3 separate regions of the Mus musculus genome follow, and regions 1 and 2 are each linked to region 3. A link is a contact called in public Hi-C and targeted proximity ligation data. All regions are on one chromosome and are shown on one strand. The core of a region is the stretch at or near the end of the contact, and the rest is flanking DNA. Distances in the headings are between cores, read along the strand shown. Region 1 overlaps Cdc37l1 (cell division cycle 37-like 1). Region 2 overlaps Pdcd1lg2 (programmed cell death 1 ligand 2). Region 3 holds the start of Jak2 (Janus kinase 2).

Region 1 (4,708 bases), core at 2,060-4,559, 230 kb after region 3:
GATTCAATTTTATTTTACTTTATTTTAAACAATTAAAATCGTCTAGCTGGGTTTAAAAAGTATTAGTAAAAGCCAGTAAGGTTTTAGCATTCCCCTACAATTTTTTTGAAAAAATATTTTATTATTTATTCGCTTCTGTGCGCATGTATGGATACCTGCAGAAGCTATGGGAGGGTGTTGGAGGGAATGGGAGTTACAGGAGCTTGTCAACCATCAGCCACGGGCGCTGGACATCAAACTCTGGCCTCTGCCAGAGCAGCAAGTGCTCTTAACCAATGAGCCATCTCTCTAGCCCCTGCTGGCTTTTCCTTTTTAATAGTTCTTAAGATTTGTTTATAAATTTTATGTATGAGTGCTCTATCTGCATGTGCACCTGCACTCCAGCAGAGGGCGTCAGATCCCACTGTAGATGGCTGTGAGCCATCATGTGGTAGCTGGGAACTGAACTCAGGACCACTGGAAGAGCAGCCAGAATTTTTTAACCACTTTTAAGCACTGAGCCATCTCTCCACCCATAGCCCCACTTTTTATAGCTCCCTAAACATCATGGGGTTCTCTGTATACAGCACCAATCTATAGTCAAAATTTAATTCTCTTTGTAATTTCCCATTAAATGACACTGTAAGCCAACTAATACCAGACAGACCATTTTTTCTGGACAAGCTATGAAATCGTACAGTAACACCCATTATAGAGGGGAATCAGGATGCTGTAGGATGTAAGGATCTTCTTGCTAAAATGTGGATGCTATGCTGGAAAAAGGGAAGTAAAAACCCACCCCAGTCCAGACAAGTACCACTTCTGCTCCTCACCAACTTAAGAACTGAAATGTGTCTCCCTCTGAGAGCAGTAACTCACTTGACTCTTCTGAGAACACCTCGCTGGCATTTCCACTATAAGGAGACCACTTATTAACAGAGATGTGTGCTCTCGGGGGAAGCATGTTAATTTACTTAATACATTTTTTAAAAGTAAAGATAAAACTCGTGTGTGTGTGTGTGTATGCTCTGCACATGTATGAAGGTTGGATGAAGCGTGAGGAAGCTGGCTTTCTCTTCCCACCATTTAGGTCCCACAGATTGGCAGGCTTGGCAGCAAGCACCTTTACCAAGTGAGCCATCTCAAGCGCTCTTACTCGCTTTTACAATAATATGCATGCTAGTCTAAAAAAGGCCTAATGTTTCTGAAGAGAAATTAAAGGCTATTATAAGTTTCTTAGGCAAAAAATTTTGAAAGAACCATAGATGGTGTAATTAAAAGCGAATCTCAGAGCAATAATTCTAATCAGTATGTTCTCCACTACCATTCGATGGAACAACAGCTCTTAGGACACATGGAGTACAGCTATTTCTTTCTGTCTCTCTTCTTCTAAGACAGAGTTTCATCTAGGCAGAAGGCTGGCTGTGAAATTTGCTATGTAGCTGAGGGAAACTATGCACCTCTAACCCTCCCGTCTTCACATCCCCAGCACTAAGGCCGCAGGTATGTGCCACCGTGCCCAGTTTATGTGGTGGTGAGGATGCAATCAAGGGCTCATTGAATCTTAGGCGAGAGCTCTACCAACTGAACCATTCTAAGCCCTCAGCTATTTCATTAAAATAAAACAACAGTCTTTGGGAGCTGGAGAGATGGCTTAGCAGTCAAGAGACTGACTGCTCTTCCAGAGGTCCTGCGTTCCATTCCCAGCAACCACCTGATGGCTCACAACCATCTGTAATGAGATCCAATGCCCTCTTCTGGTGTGTTTGAAGACAACTACAGTATACTCAGATAAATAAAGTAAATTAAAAATTAAAAGAAAAAACACAATAGTCTTTGTTAAATAACTTTGATGTCAACTATTTTTCATTGATTAAGTGATTAGTTTGAATTTCTCATAGATTAGGGAAAAATTTTTCACTTGAAATATGAGTTATCTATTTGATAAGTAGTATTATTCTTTATTACTTAAGAAAAGAGAGGAGTATTCTTTCTGGAGATAGCTAGCTCAATACTAAGAGGACATTTTCAAATCAAGGAAATCGAAGGACTCCAAAAGACTGTCATTTTGTCTTGAGACAGTCTCTCTATGTAGCTCTGGCTGTCCTTGAACTCGGAAAGATAAACCAGCCTCTGCCTCCCAAGCGCTGGGATTAAAGCCATGCACGACCACACACAGCCTAATAGATCACCTTAATACTGAAGTCCTGCTAATGGTCAAGTTCCCATCCTTAAGTGCAAATTATGACATCCGTTAGTGATTCCTTTGGCAAAAAAGTTCCAGCCGAGTATTAAAAAAGTTTTCTTAATTCTTGTTTTAGATAACAAAACCAAAATAAACTTTAAAATTATATACTCACTTTGCTAATACTTTTGTTGTTGTTGTTGTTGTTGTTTTGGCCATCAAGAGCTTTAAATTATAGAAGACAAAATGAAAGCTACGGCCACTTGGGTGACCATAGACAAGTCATGGGCAGAAGTGAAGTGGAAGGTGGTCAGTCAAGAGCTACTTCTGTGAAATCAGGGATCTACTGTGTTCTATTCTGTCCACTTGGTATCAGAGGGAAACTCAGAGCATGCTCCAGACAAGAAGAAAAAGGAAGAGAGAAAAAAATAAAACAAATAACTTCAATGACTAGGTCACTGATTTAAAAGAAACTTATAAGCCAGTGAGCACTGCCATATAAATTAGTCAGACATTTTATTATAGAGTATATATATATTTATATCAAAAGCACAAAAAGACTTTTATTCTGGGAACTAGGAAGAGTGTGACATTACAGAAGTATGATTCAACAATTCCAGTCCATTTCCACAGGGTTAGGTGCCCCATCGGCTGAAAAGGACAGCTGAGGCGGAGGCCACAGCTCTGAGCCCCCATGGCCCCTTAGCATGATTTCTTAACTCAAACTGAGACCTGCATTTCCAAACCCTGGGTACCCACTTTCCAAATATTTGCTACAAATTGAAGTGGGTACTGAGCCAAAAATCACACTCAAAAATAACCAAAGCTAGCGCTCCTGTATGCTGGAAGATTAATCCTCAAATAATAAGGATATCATAATTGGCACTGTCATCTAATTCTAAATAAAAGAATCATCAAACATCCTGGTGGATCTGCAATGAATTACACAGGAAGCAGTAAAACTCAGAGGCATCCTCTAGTAACTGAGCTAGAAGCGAGTAGCAGATAGTGAGACCCGTCACCGCCTTTGAAGGGGCTGTTAGCAATCCTTAGGCATGGCTGGCAGCTCAGCTCCCACTTCTCAAGGCTTCACCACATGGAACACAGTGGCTGTGATTTAACAAGGACCTTACTCTTCCTGTTTGTTCTTACAGGCCGTTACTATTCTTTTAAAACTTACTCCCTGAGAGGTCCCGGACTATGTCAAGTAGATTAGAGTAAGCTTGCATTTTATCTTCTTGGAAAAACAGAAAACTATCATTTTCTACACTCACTGCCTGCTTAATATTTAAACAGTCATCAGGACAAAGTCAACTTCTGAACAGTTTTGAGACTACTTTAGGGATAAATGTAATGTTTTTAATATCAAATTTATACTAGCCAAGGAGTTAACTGGTGGTGCCGAAAATACAAACGTAAATGTCTTAAAATAGCAATTTGTGCCACCCAGCTTACTAATTAGTAAAGTAGGTCACCACTGCGGATTTATTGCTTTTAATGTGATGAATACCAGATTTGACAGCTGAACTTTGCAGTGGGACACAGCATACTTTTATCTTGAATTCCTTCCTCGAAGTAGGACATGTATATCCATGTAAGAAAAAGACCGTGTAGCAGACATCTCCTCAGTCAACCAGTCTTGTAAACATTGTGTTGTGCAGATTTTCATACTTTGATTCCAAAAATAAGAATAGTTAAAGGCAAATTTAGTAACTGAGGGGTGGGGGAGAGTCTGTCCAGTTTGACTTCCTGCCACATATGGTTACCACTCCTCCCTTCAGAAACAAAACAACAACAACAAAAACCCTAGCAGCACATAAAAAAAGTTGCAAAACATTTCAGTACTCTTTCCCTCCCATAAAACCAAACAAAAATAAAGTGCAGCACCCATAAAAGTGTCAAGAAAATAGCCAGGCTCTTCCTTTCTCGTAACAAACTAGTCCTTGGGCTCAGCAGTCTAGCTGAGTCACACAGTGTCCATCATTCGGTCATCATCTTCTTTGTGTACCACTGAGTCTACACTGCACAGAGGGGCAGGGGTACAACACTGAAGAGAATCTGGATTCTGGGGGAGAGAGAAAGAAAGACAGACGGGGAACAACACTTGAAAAGCAGCTTCACACCACACATGCAACTGTGCACACGGCTTCACCTTCTATTCCTCTGCAGCAGAGCATACTAGGAAAGAAAGTGGAATTGTGGAGTCCACACAGACCGAAACCTGAAGAACTAAAGATAGAATGTTATTCTTTATCCAGACCGAGTGCATATACAGGAACAGAAATGTTACAGATACCCCTCTTATCTCTTTTAACAAAACTATAATTTTAATTCTTTAACCATACAAGGTTAAACTTCCTCATAAGCATTACATTTAATAAGCATGCCTTTAGGAGGCTGGAGAGATGACACAGCAGTACGGAAGACCATGTTTAGTTCCCAGCATAGACATAGCAGCTCACAACCATCTGAAAGTCAAGTCCCAGGGGATCTGAGAGCTGCATGTGGCCTCCGTGGGCACTGTATGCACATGACACACAGATA
Region 2 (4,663 bases), core at 278-2,777, 200 kb before region 3:
ACTTAAGCCTAGCTGATAAAACAGAACTAGAATTTGCCAACTTCTCTGGAACATATTGTTTCACACTGGATCCTTCAACAAAGGATTGAATGGCTCTATGAAAGGAATAGTTAATAAGACACTTTTATGGACTGGCAATGGCTGCCCTCCCAGTACTCAGCAGGCATCATAAGTTGTGATTATCTGATGAATAAATCTGTACAGGAGCCGAGGAGGCTTCTAGAAAGAAAGGGATGGAGACTTCTCTATCTTTACTGTAGTCTCAGGACAACAATGGCCCAAAGAACTGTAGAAGAGAGAGAAGTTAAAGCTCTTGACTCAGGTTCCTTATGAGGGTCTAGTGTAGAAGGGGCAAATGGTGCAGCTGACGAGAAGGAAGGAAGCCCCTCTTTCCTCATCAGCCATGAAAGTTTAATGGGCTCTGCATGGGACTCTGCTCTAGCAAGGACTCAAGAGCTCTACACCACAGTGGCAGTGAATTAGTTATGGCATCCTCACATGCTACTTGCCATTGGTCTCTGTGCAAGACACATATGGCTGAAGAGGCAGGTGGGACTTCCTGTCGGCCACAGTTGTGTACATTCAACCCCTTACCCACTAGGCCCTCAGCATTGGCTCAGATAGGGCCCTCTGGTGGACTAACTTAGCTCCCTGGGAGGCTAGAAGAGGACCTTAGATCCCCTGGAGCTGGAGTTACAGGTGATCAGGAACTTCCTGATATGGATGCTGGGAATTGAACTCAAGTCCTCTGTAAGATGACTCTCTTAACTCAGGAGCCATTTCTCCAGCCTAATCATCATGGCTTTTCACACACATATACACTTCCATCATTGTATCTCCTTTCCGCTGTGCGGGTACCTTGTCCTTGTATTTATTTTTTTTTTAAGTCTAGAATCTATATATCAAAAGAAATATAATCTCTGTCTGCACCTTCTGAGTAGGGCTTAAAACGATGACCTCTAGCTTCATTTCTTCCCCTGAAAAATGACAGTATTTAATTTTTTCTTTAAGGCTACAAGGTGCTCTGTTATGCACACATATCACATTTTTTTAAAAAATTGTTTATCATTGATGGGAATCTGGCTGATTCTATAACTTGGCTACCATGAAGCTTGGAGGGCAAGCCAAACTCCTTCAGCCCTGGAACAAACTTCCCCTTAAAAAACAAAAAAACCAAAATAAAACAACACAAAACTTCAGCGTGGGTTCAGCTCACTGAAGACTGGACCATGTTCTTCTTGGAGTAGAATGTCCCCAGGGTAATCTCAAAACCCTTCTAGGCTTGAAGTGCTTCTCTGAAGACCCGCAGGCCACAGGCTTACATGGCTTGTAAGTCACTCACCTTCTTCCGTAATACAGCTTCCCCTAGATCCTCTTTCTCTGGATTATCACTATGGCCAGGAAGATCAAAGCGATGGTGCAGGCCGGGATGAAAACATGAAGTGGCCACGTTCTGGGGACTTTGGGTTCCATCCGACCTGGGTGAATGAGAGAACCGGAATCTCATCACAAGGTGGCCCCGAGACAGACTGAGGTGGCTTCCTGTGTGGTTTCTACCACGTGGAAATGAAGTTAAGCCTTCATTCCACATCTCTCTCAAGTAGAGGTTCTTTTCCTTTCACCTCCACCCAGTGAGGCAGCCTCTTCTTTGATCTCCACATTCACCCATGAAAGAAGAAAGGCTGAGAAATGTCCCCAAAGTTAGACAGCAGGTGATTCAGCTATGATGCAGTCCTTTTGTCGCTTTGTTGTTCCACCCACCCACCTATTCGTCATCTTTCTTTTTCCTCCCTCCCACCCTGTCTCTGTCGCTATCTCTACCTCCATCTCTCTTTTCTTCACCATCTGGATTTTCTCATTCAAGTAGAAAAAGTCCCTCAGCTCAAAAATGTATTTTCTCCCTCACTGATAAGAACTCAAGAGCCTAGACTCTGCACTGTTAGTTATTCAATTTTAAACACCAGCAAGGTCCTTTTGAAAGAGCAGAATATCCCCAATGGGCTGACATGTTAAATCCAGCCATTCAGATACAAGTTACCCCTTATCTTGTCTGAACTAACCAAGGTGCTGCCACTGACACATCCATTTAGTGAAGAGGCGATTTAATTTAAAGGCTGGGGAACAGCTTTGCAGAGCACTGGTACCTTCAGGCTGGCCAGATGGAGAGAAAAGAGGGCTACAGAGATGTTGAAAACATGGCAAAGAATAGGCACACAAGTTACCCTATGCCTATTTCTGCTGGCTGCTCTGCTCTTGACCTTCCCTCTACAGAGTATGGGACCATGGGAAAATCTGGCTAAGGAAGGATATATATATATAATCCAGAGTCACTTTAGAGCCAAGGAAGCCTCAGGGATGCTAATCTGTCTATGGTAATTGTTTCCAAGGAAGTAAAACAGCCAGGGTTTTAGATATAGATCTTCTTGATCCAAAACTCAAGCCCCAGAGCTATCATCTTTATCCAAGAGCATGTGAACGCTAGAACCAAAAAGATAAGGGCCAGTTTGGTAGATGTAGGGAGAGGAGCTGAATTGGTTCTTGATTGTGTCAATAAAGAAGGTGGAAGCTAATTGCTGGGTGAAGGGTAAAGGTAGAACTTCCGGGTCCAAGGAGGAGGAGGAGGAGGAGGAGGAGGAGGAGGAGGAGGAGGAGGAGGAGGAGGAGGAGGAAGAGGAGGAGGAGGAGGAGGAAGAGGAGGAGGAGGAAAGAGAAAGGAGTTTGTGGCCATGCTTGGGAACAATGAGATTCTGCTCCCAGCAATTATGCTATCTGACAAGTACTAAGTTAATAAAGCTGTCTAAGTCTCAGAGAGGTGGGCAGAGATAGAGAGAGGCAGTAGCTGGTGGCTAGCTGGGAAGGGCTGGGAGCATAATCGCAGCTCCTGGGAAAGGCACCAGCTGGCCATTGGCGGAGCTAAGCTGGGAAGAATGGGTTTTTCCGAGAGTGGGGATGGCGCAGCAGATCTGCCAAGGAGATAGCATATTTTTAAAATTACATGCAACAGGTAGAGGTGTGTTGCAAACCCTAACTGATCACACTGCTTTTTTTCTACTACATGCATGTTGCAAGGTAGTGCTGTGAGCCAGGCCCCTGCCTCAGCGTCTTTGGGAACCCTTGTTCTGTCCAGGTCTGCTCATAGATCCTTCCATGTATGGAATTTCTGCTTACCCTTGAAGACTTTAGTTTTCTTAGAATGCATTTGGAGGATAGAGTTGGCTCCTAAGCCACCACTCAGTCTGGTATGAAGCCCAGCACCACTGCAGGAGAGACTTAAGTCTCAGTTCCTAGGCTGAATTGACTAGTCTATGTTAGTTACCTTGTAGCAACCTGCTGGTTATTAATCTTACCTACTCCCTCTAGTAGCTACCATGTAGCAACCTGCTGGTAATCTTACCTGCTCCTTCCTTCCCAGTGCTAGGTTAATAGTTAGACATAGAGCTCTCTGAGGGGCTGCTTTTCTAGACCTCATCAGCACTTAAACATAGCCTGTAGTATAAACTAAATTCCGGCTAAGAGTGAATTCTCCAGATCTTGACTTAGAACATCAAAGTTCTCTTCTACTACTCTTTCCTCTCTGAAGGCAGGGATATAGATTTGGCAATGACCCTGATTTGACAATTTAACAGGGACGATATCCCGGAGAATGACAGAGTAACAATATGGAAATAACCTGGGTCATTGAATGACTTACGGAAGGTAGTTGTTTAGCTGCCTGAAGCGTTTTCTCTCTCTCTAAGTATTATGTAAAGAGAAATACACAGTTGTGTTGAGTCATTGCATGTTTGAGAATCTTCATTATGGCAGCATGGGTGACCTACATATTCTTTTCTATTATTTTAAGATAACTGCATTCCCTTTAACAATGATAAGATATGTGATGGAAAAAAATATCCATCCTATTCTTACCATAGCCCTATGCACTCAGAAAGAAGCCAGGAGTCTTGCTGGAGGTGACAAAGTGGCCTCCCTACTCCTTGTTAGTATCATATTTCATTTACCTACACAGTAACTTTTTAAGCATGTGTATCATCATTTACTGTAACTGTATACCTGTGAGACTGAGTTCCCAGAAGGCTCTGTAGGGTAGTCAAGTTCTAAAGCCAAGAGGCGGCAGAGATAGCATTTGAAAGTTTGAAGTCTGGCTTCAGAGTCCACGTTCTTTTCTAGCTCCTTACCTGAGCGGTCCCAAGAGGGCTTCACTTTTCTGCCAGCTCTACCAGGTATTTTACGGTTAATCCCATGACCTAGCCCAGTTACATATGCCAGTGAAAATGTAGCCACTGGCTGAGGACAGCCCTGTTTCTAAAGGAAAATGACCTGATGACTCCCTACCTGCTGACCAAAACTTAGTGCACTCAGTCTTCTGTTCTAGAGTGTCAGACATCCTCCACCTTCTGTTCTAGAGTGTCTGGCACCCTCTGCCTTCCTTCTGTTCTAGAGTGTCTGGCACCCTCTGCCTTCCTTCTGTTCTAGAGTGTCCGGCACCCTCTGCCTTCCTTCTGTTCTAGAGTGTCCGGCACCCTCTGCCTTCCTTCTGTTCTAGAGTGTCCGGCACCCTCTGCCTTCCTTCTGTTCTAGAGTGTCCGGCACCCTCTGCCTTCCTTCTGTTCTAGAGTGTCCGGCATCCTCTGCCTTCCTTCTGTTCTAGAGTAGCAGGCATCCT
Region 3 (4,473 bases), core at 780-3,279:
GCTCTGAGAAGCTAAGACGTTCAGAAGCGACCAAACCATTTACTGCTCTGCATGCATCCAATCGACCCCCACACAAGGTTCTGAGAAAGTAAATTTTAAGTTAACACTGCTGTTAAATGGGAAGAACACCATTATCCTAACTTAAGACTGCACGCTCAGATCTAACTCCAAAGCCAATGGTCTTCTCTATTTTGCCAGAAAGGGATCCCATCTTTCAAGAATAGCCTATCTGGGTAAAGTAGAGAAAAAAAAATATGTTTACTTTTCACACTCAAGACACCTTACTCAAGACACCTTCAAATTACAAAGGAAAAGACACTAAAAGAAACAAATGAAGCCCGGTGGGTGGTGGTTTTAATCCCAGCATTTGGAAGGCAGAGGCAGGGGAAATCTCTGAGTTGGAGGCTAGCCTGGTCTACAGAGCAAGTTCCACAATACTCCACAAAAGCCAAAATAAACATAAGTGCTTATCTAGCCTCCACACACTGCAGCTCTCCTGTACAGGTAAATGCTCATGCCTGTAGCACCGCTCAGTACTCTCAGGATAAGTCCTGGGCACATCCAGTCTGCAGACGTCCCACACTCAAGCCAGCTCACATACAACCAAATGATCTTAATAGCTGGAACCGTAAACAGTAAACAGGTAAAGGATATAGAGAAAGAGGACCAGAAATTGATGATTCATTTTCAAATCCGCTGGGAACTATATGAGAATATTTGCAGTAAGCCAACAACTCACTCATACAAACCTATTATGAAACCAAAAGCAACCTCCGGCTTCTTTATTCCCACTTCTGTTTCCCTTCTCCGCATTTCTCCTCCTCTCTGTGACACACTCAGCGGCTCGGTCCTTTCATTCAGGGAAAAGGAGTTTCCCCTGATAGACTAGTAACCACCGGAAAGCAATCAACCAACAAAGCAAGCAGGTGAATACAGGAAGCATTCAATGTGGCAGCAGAAACCCAGCAAAAACAACCAATTTGTTCCCTCAACAGGTTATTTCAATTCCTTGAAAATTAAGACTGGGGAGAAAGGGGGAGAAAGAGACGACTTATTGTTTTCCTCTGCAAGACCACACTGTAAAACCAACAAAGACCGCTTCTTTAAGGATCCAAGAGACACAATAAATACCACCCAATTACTCTCCCACAGCAACAGGAAAAGTTCAACACTGCCATTTTCGCAGTAAGCAACAATTAGTCCTGCCGTTGTACACAAGCATCCAGCCTTCTTAGCAGGCACTGGCTCGCAGATCTCAGACACCCTTGTCTTTAACTGCAGCACCCAGGCAGCCCCGAGCGCTAACACCCACCTTCGCGGGAGGGAAAAAAAGGGCCTCTTCTTCTGGGGAGGGAAAACAGTTCACATCTTGTTCCCGTCGCCTGCTTCAGGAACCTAAAAACAGAAGCAGCAAGTCACTAACTCAAAAACCCAGGGCCAATAGATGCTCTCTTTTTTTTTTTCTGCGCTGTTTAGATGACTAGAAAAATGTACAGAAGAATAAGAAAGAGGGGGGGTCGGGTTCTAAGGCACAAGGGGATGCATGCATTTATCAACAGCTAGCCACTCCTTCCTAGGCTGTCGGAAACCCGCAGGTTTTCTAGCTTTGAAGTTCCCTGCCAGTAGCAGGGGGCTAAGGGGAAAGCAGGAGGCGGGATCGCAGGGAGAACCGCTGCCCCCCGCCCCCATCCAGCAGCCAGGGACTGCACCCACCGGCGACACGGGTCGGGCCACACAGGAGCGCCCCGAGGCGCGCAGGATCCGCTCCTCCGAGACGCGTCGGGCGGGCCGAGGTCTAGGGAGCCCCCGGGCCGGGCGCAGGGTCGAGCGGCCGCCAGGCTGGGCCCTCGGGGGCCCTCCCGCGCGGGCTTGGCCCGCACTCACATCCCGCAGCGGCGGACCCGGCAGCCGCCTGCAGCCCTCGCCGGGACGGACGGGCGCCTCCGGAGCCGGGGCCGCGGCCGAGGCGCCGACGCCGCGCGAGCTCGCCCAGAGCGGGGGCCCGCCCAGCCTGTCAGCGCGGCGGGAGGCCGGCGGTGGCCGCTGCTGCCCCCTTTCTGCTCTGCCTCAGCTTCCTGCAGCCCACGCCACGCCCACCGCGCGCCGAGCCCGTCTCCGCCCTCCAGGGGCCGCACGCCGCCTCCGCTCGGCCCCGCGACGCCGGCTCAGCTGCCCTGCTCGGCGGGCTCCGGCGCGGTGCAGCTTCGGGAAAGCGGCCCCGAGCGGCGGAGCGGGGCGTGGGCAAGCCGGCGGGGGTTGGCGGGGGGGCGGAGGCCGGCACGCCCCACTGCGCCTGCGCCGCCCGCGGGGCCGCTCTGCGGGGCTGGGCCGGGACGGGGGAGGCGGCCGCGGGCTCCGGGGAAGCGGAGGCGCGCGTGGAGATTCCCGGGGCAGCCCCCGGGCGAGAGCGCGCGAGGAGGAGGAGGAGCGGGGCGGGTGCGGGTTGGCGCAGCGTGCTTGCGGCCTCGGCTCGCGGAGGAGACGGCTGGGAATGAGTCAGCCCGGCCGGGAAGGCCCCGCTGCGTCCGAGCTGATAGGATTGGCGGCCGCTGCCTCCGCGGAGACTTTCCCCTTCCTGCTTTCGTTTCCACAGGCGGCTCCCTGCCCTAAGCGCTCGGCCCAGGGGACGTGGCACCGTGGACCGGGCGCTGAGACCCAAGTACCTGACTTCAGTTAACCACCACTTCTGCGAAGGGACCGCTTGGAAGAAGAAACGACGTATAGGGTCCCAAAGAGCCACGTTCATTCATTCAAGAATTTGTTCCCTGCTAGGCAAGGGCTCCCAGGAGAGGAGACGAAGGCAGCACCCATTCTGCATGTGCTATTCTCATAGAAGCCAGAAAAGAGGCTTTAAATCTGCACTGCTCTTTGTGTGTGATTGCCAGTAACGGGTACACACACACACACAAAGGTGAGTGGAGATGTTATTTTGAGATGACCAGAAAAGACCTCTTAGAGTGGCATTTGAGCAGAAATGTGAAGGATGAGAACGATCCAGTCCTGGAACTATCTGGTTTCAAGAAAGAAGCTAACAATGAAAAGGATTCTGAAAAGGGAATGTGTTTTAAGGACCAAGAAAGAACCCTCAATGGAAGACAGTAAAAGGAAAGGGGCTAAATAAGAAGACAAAGAAATAACTGGGGTCATTCTGTATAGGGCTTCTTATTTTTTCTCTTAGCCCCAGGTTTGTCAACCGAAATGAAGCATTCACAACACCCACGTCCCCTTATATACGTGACGGATGCTGTTATTCAGATCTTACATCTATTGTTTTTTTTGTTTTTTCCTTTATTTTTGAGTCTGTGAGCCTGGAACTCACAGAAATCCTCCTACCTGCCTGGGGAATGCCGAGATCAAAGGTGTGGGCCACTACACAATGCATGGTTTCTTTTAAGTAAATGTCACCAAAGCTAAAGATAAGGTGGGCAAGAAAAAAATAGATGATTAACAGTAAGCTTATAGGATTTAAGTCCTTTGTCAACCCACACAGGAAAACTGAGTAACTTGTTCATTCTCATTTACAGTGAAAATCATTCTCGGTGAGGTAAGAGTGAGCCAATGATAGTCTTGAATGTTGATCTCTCTTCACTCTGTAGTAGAATGCTTTCCAGCACTAGATGCGATTCCTAGTAGAGGCATAAGCTAGAGATTTGTTCCACCTGTTAATCTTTTCACAGAGTTCCTGCATTCTCTAATAAAGATAAGGGAGAGTTCTGAGGAATCGGACAAAATCTTTTATGACCTTCAGAAACTCTGCACAAACAAGTATGGGGTGGAAGATAAGACATTTAGATTTAGGACGTTTAGCATGGCCAGACTGGAAAAATAAAAGTCAATAGCTAGTTGTCTGCTGTGGCACTGGGTGTAGAGACAGGAGGCAAGATTCTGTCCTTTCTCTGTGGTAGCAGAGCTGCCTTCCATAGGCAAACAGTAACAAGACTGTATCGCTGTGTGAGATCAGCCCTTGTGTTCTATATCTTTGTATAGTTCTTAGGCTGTTGTGCTATAAAGCCAGCCATAAGTGATACCACACTCAGGAGGCTGGGGCAAGAAGGTTCTGAGTTCCAGGCCAGCTTGGGCTACATAGCAAGACTTGGTTTCAAATAAACAAAGCAAGCCTAGGTTGGAAAATTCATGGCCAAGTGTTCCCAGCACCCACGTGGTATCTCACAACCATCTGTAATTTAGGATCTCAGTCTCCTGGAACTGAATCCCAGGCCTCCTTCTGACCTTGGATACTGAGCATACATGTATTACACATATGTCCAGGCAAAACACTATACACATAAAGTAGACAGTCCTAAAAAAGAAGTTATGCAGTAGAAGCTAGGTGGCCCAGGTTTCAATCAAGGCTTTTACCAAGACAGTCACTTCAATTTCCTAAGCTTCCTGTTTATCCATGTAATGAAAAATATATCCTTCTCATCAGAATACGAGGATTGAGTATAATAGCATCATCATACTTAAAGAGAC

What was found. A called contact is a pair of places that touch in the nucleus more often than the background predicts.
Region 1: a Hi-C map of uterus shows a contact between it and region 3, with 1.9 times the contacts expected there. A contact is called at or near these places in 11 of 39 promoter capture datasets (the C10 cell line, the HPC-7 cell line, cranial neural crest and 7 more), 4 of 484 Hi-C or Micro-C datasets (embryonic stem cells and uterus), 21 of 130 datasets of targeted methods (CD8 T cells, the NIH/3T3 cell line, the SCID.adh cell line and 15 more) and 3 of 9 other capture datasets (adipose tissue, liver and pancreatic islet).
Region 2: a contact with region 3 is called in a targeted proximity ligation map of memory CD8 T cells, with 46 read pairs. A contact is called at or near these places in 1 of 484 Hi-C or Micro-C datasets (CD8 T cells), 6 of 130 datasets of targeted methods (the 230-238 cell line, a colorectal cancer cell line, effector CD8 T cells and 3 more) and 1 of 9 other capture datasets (liver).

The regions. Positions count from the first base shown.
Region 1 is chr19:29,015,527-29,020,234 of GRCm38.p6, reverse strand. Cdc37l1 (cell division cycle 37-like 1) reads right to left here. Exons shown (of 7, transcript NM_025950.4): 7 at 1-4,229. The coding sequence ends at 4,131. It also overlaps a transcript of Ak3 not described here. Among named protein-coding and RNA genes, the nearest start is that of Cdc37l1, 28 kb to the right of the region's middle.
Region 2 is chr19:29,451,280-29,455,942 of GRCm38.p6, reverse strand. It overlaps Pdcd1lg2 (programmed cell death 1 ligand 2), which reads right to left. Exons shown (of 6, transcript NM_021396.2): 5 at 1,343-1,478. The coding sequence ends at 1,366. Among named protein-coding and RNA genes, the nearest start is that of Pdcd1lg2, 43 kb to the right of the region's middle.
Region 3 is chr19:29,249,359-29,253,831 of GRCm38.p6, reverse strand. Jak2 (Janus kinase 2) reads right to left here and starts at 2,029. Exons shown (of 25, transcript NM_008413.4): 1 at 1,714-2,029; 2 at 1,313-1,395.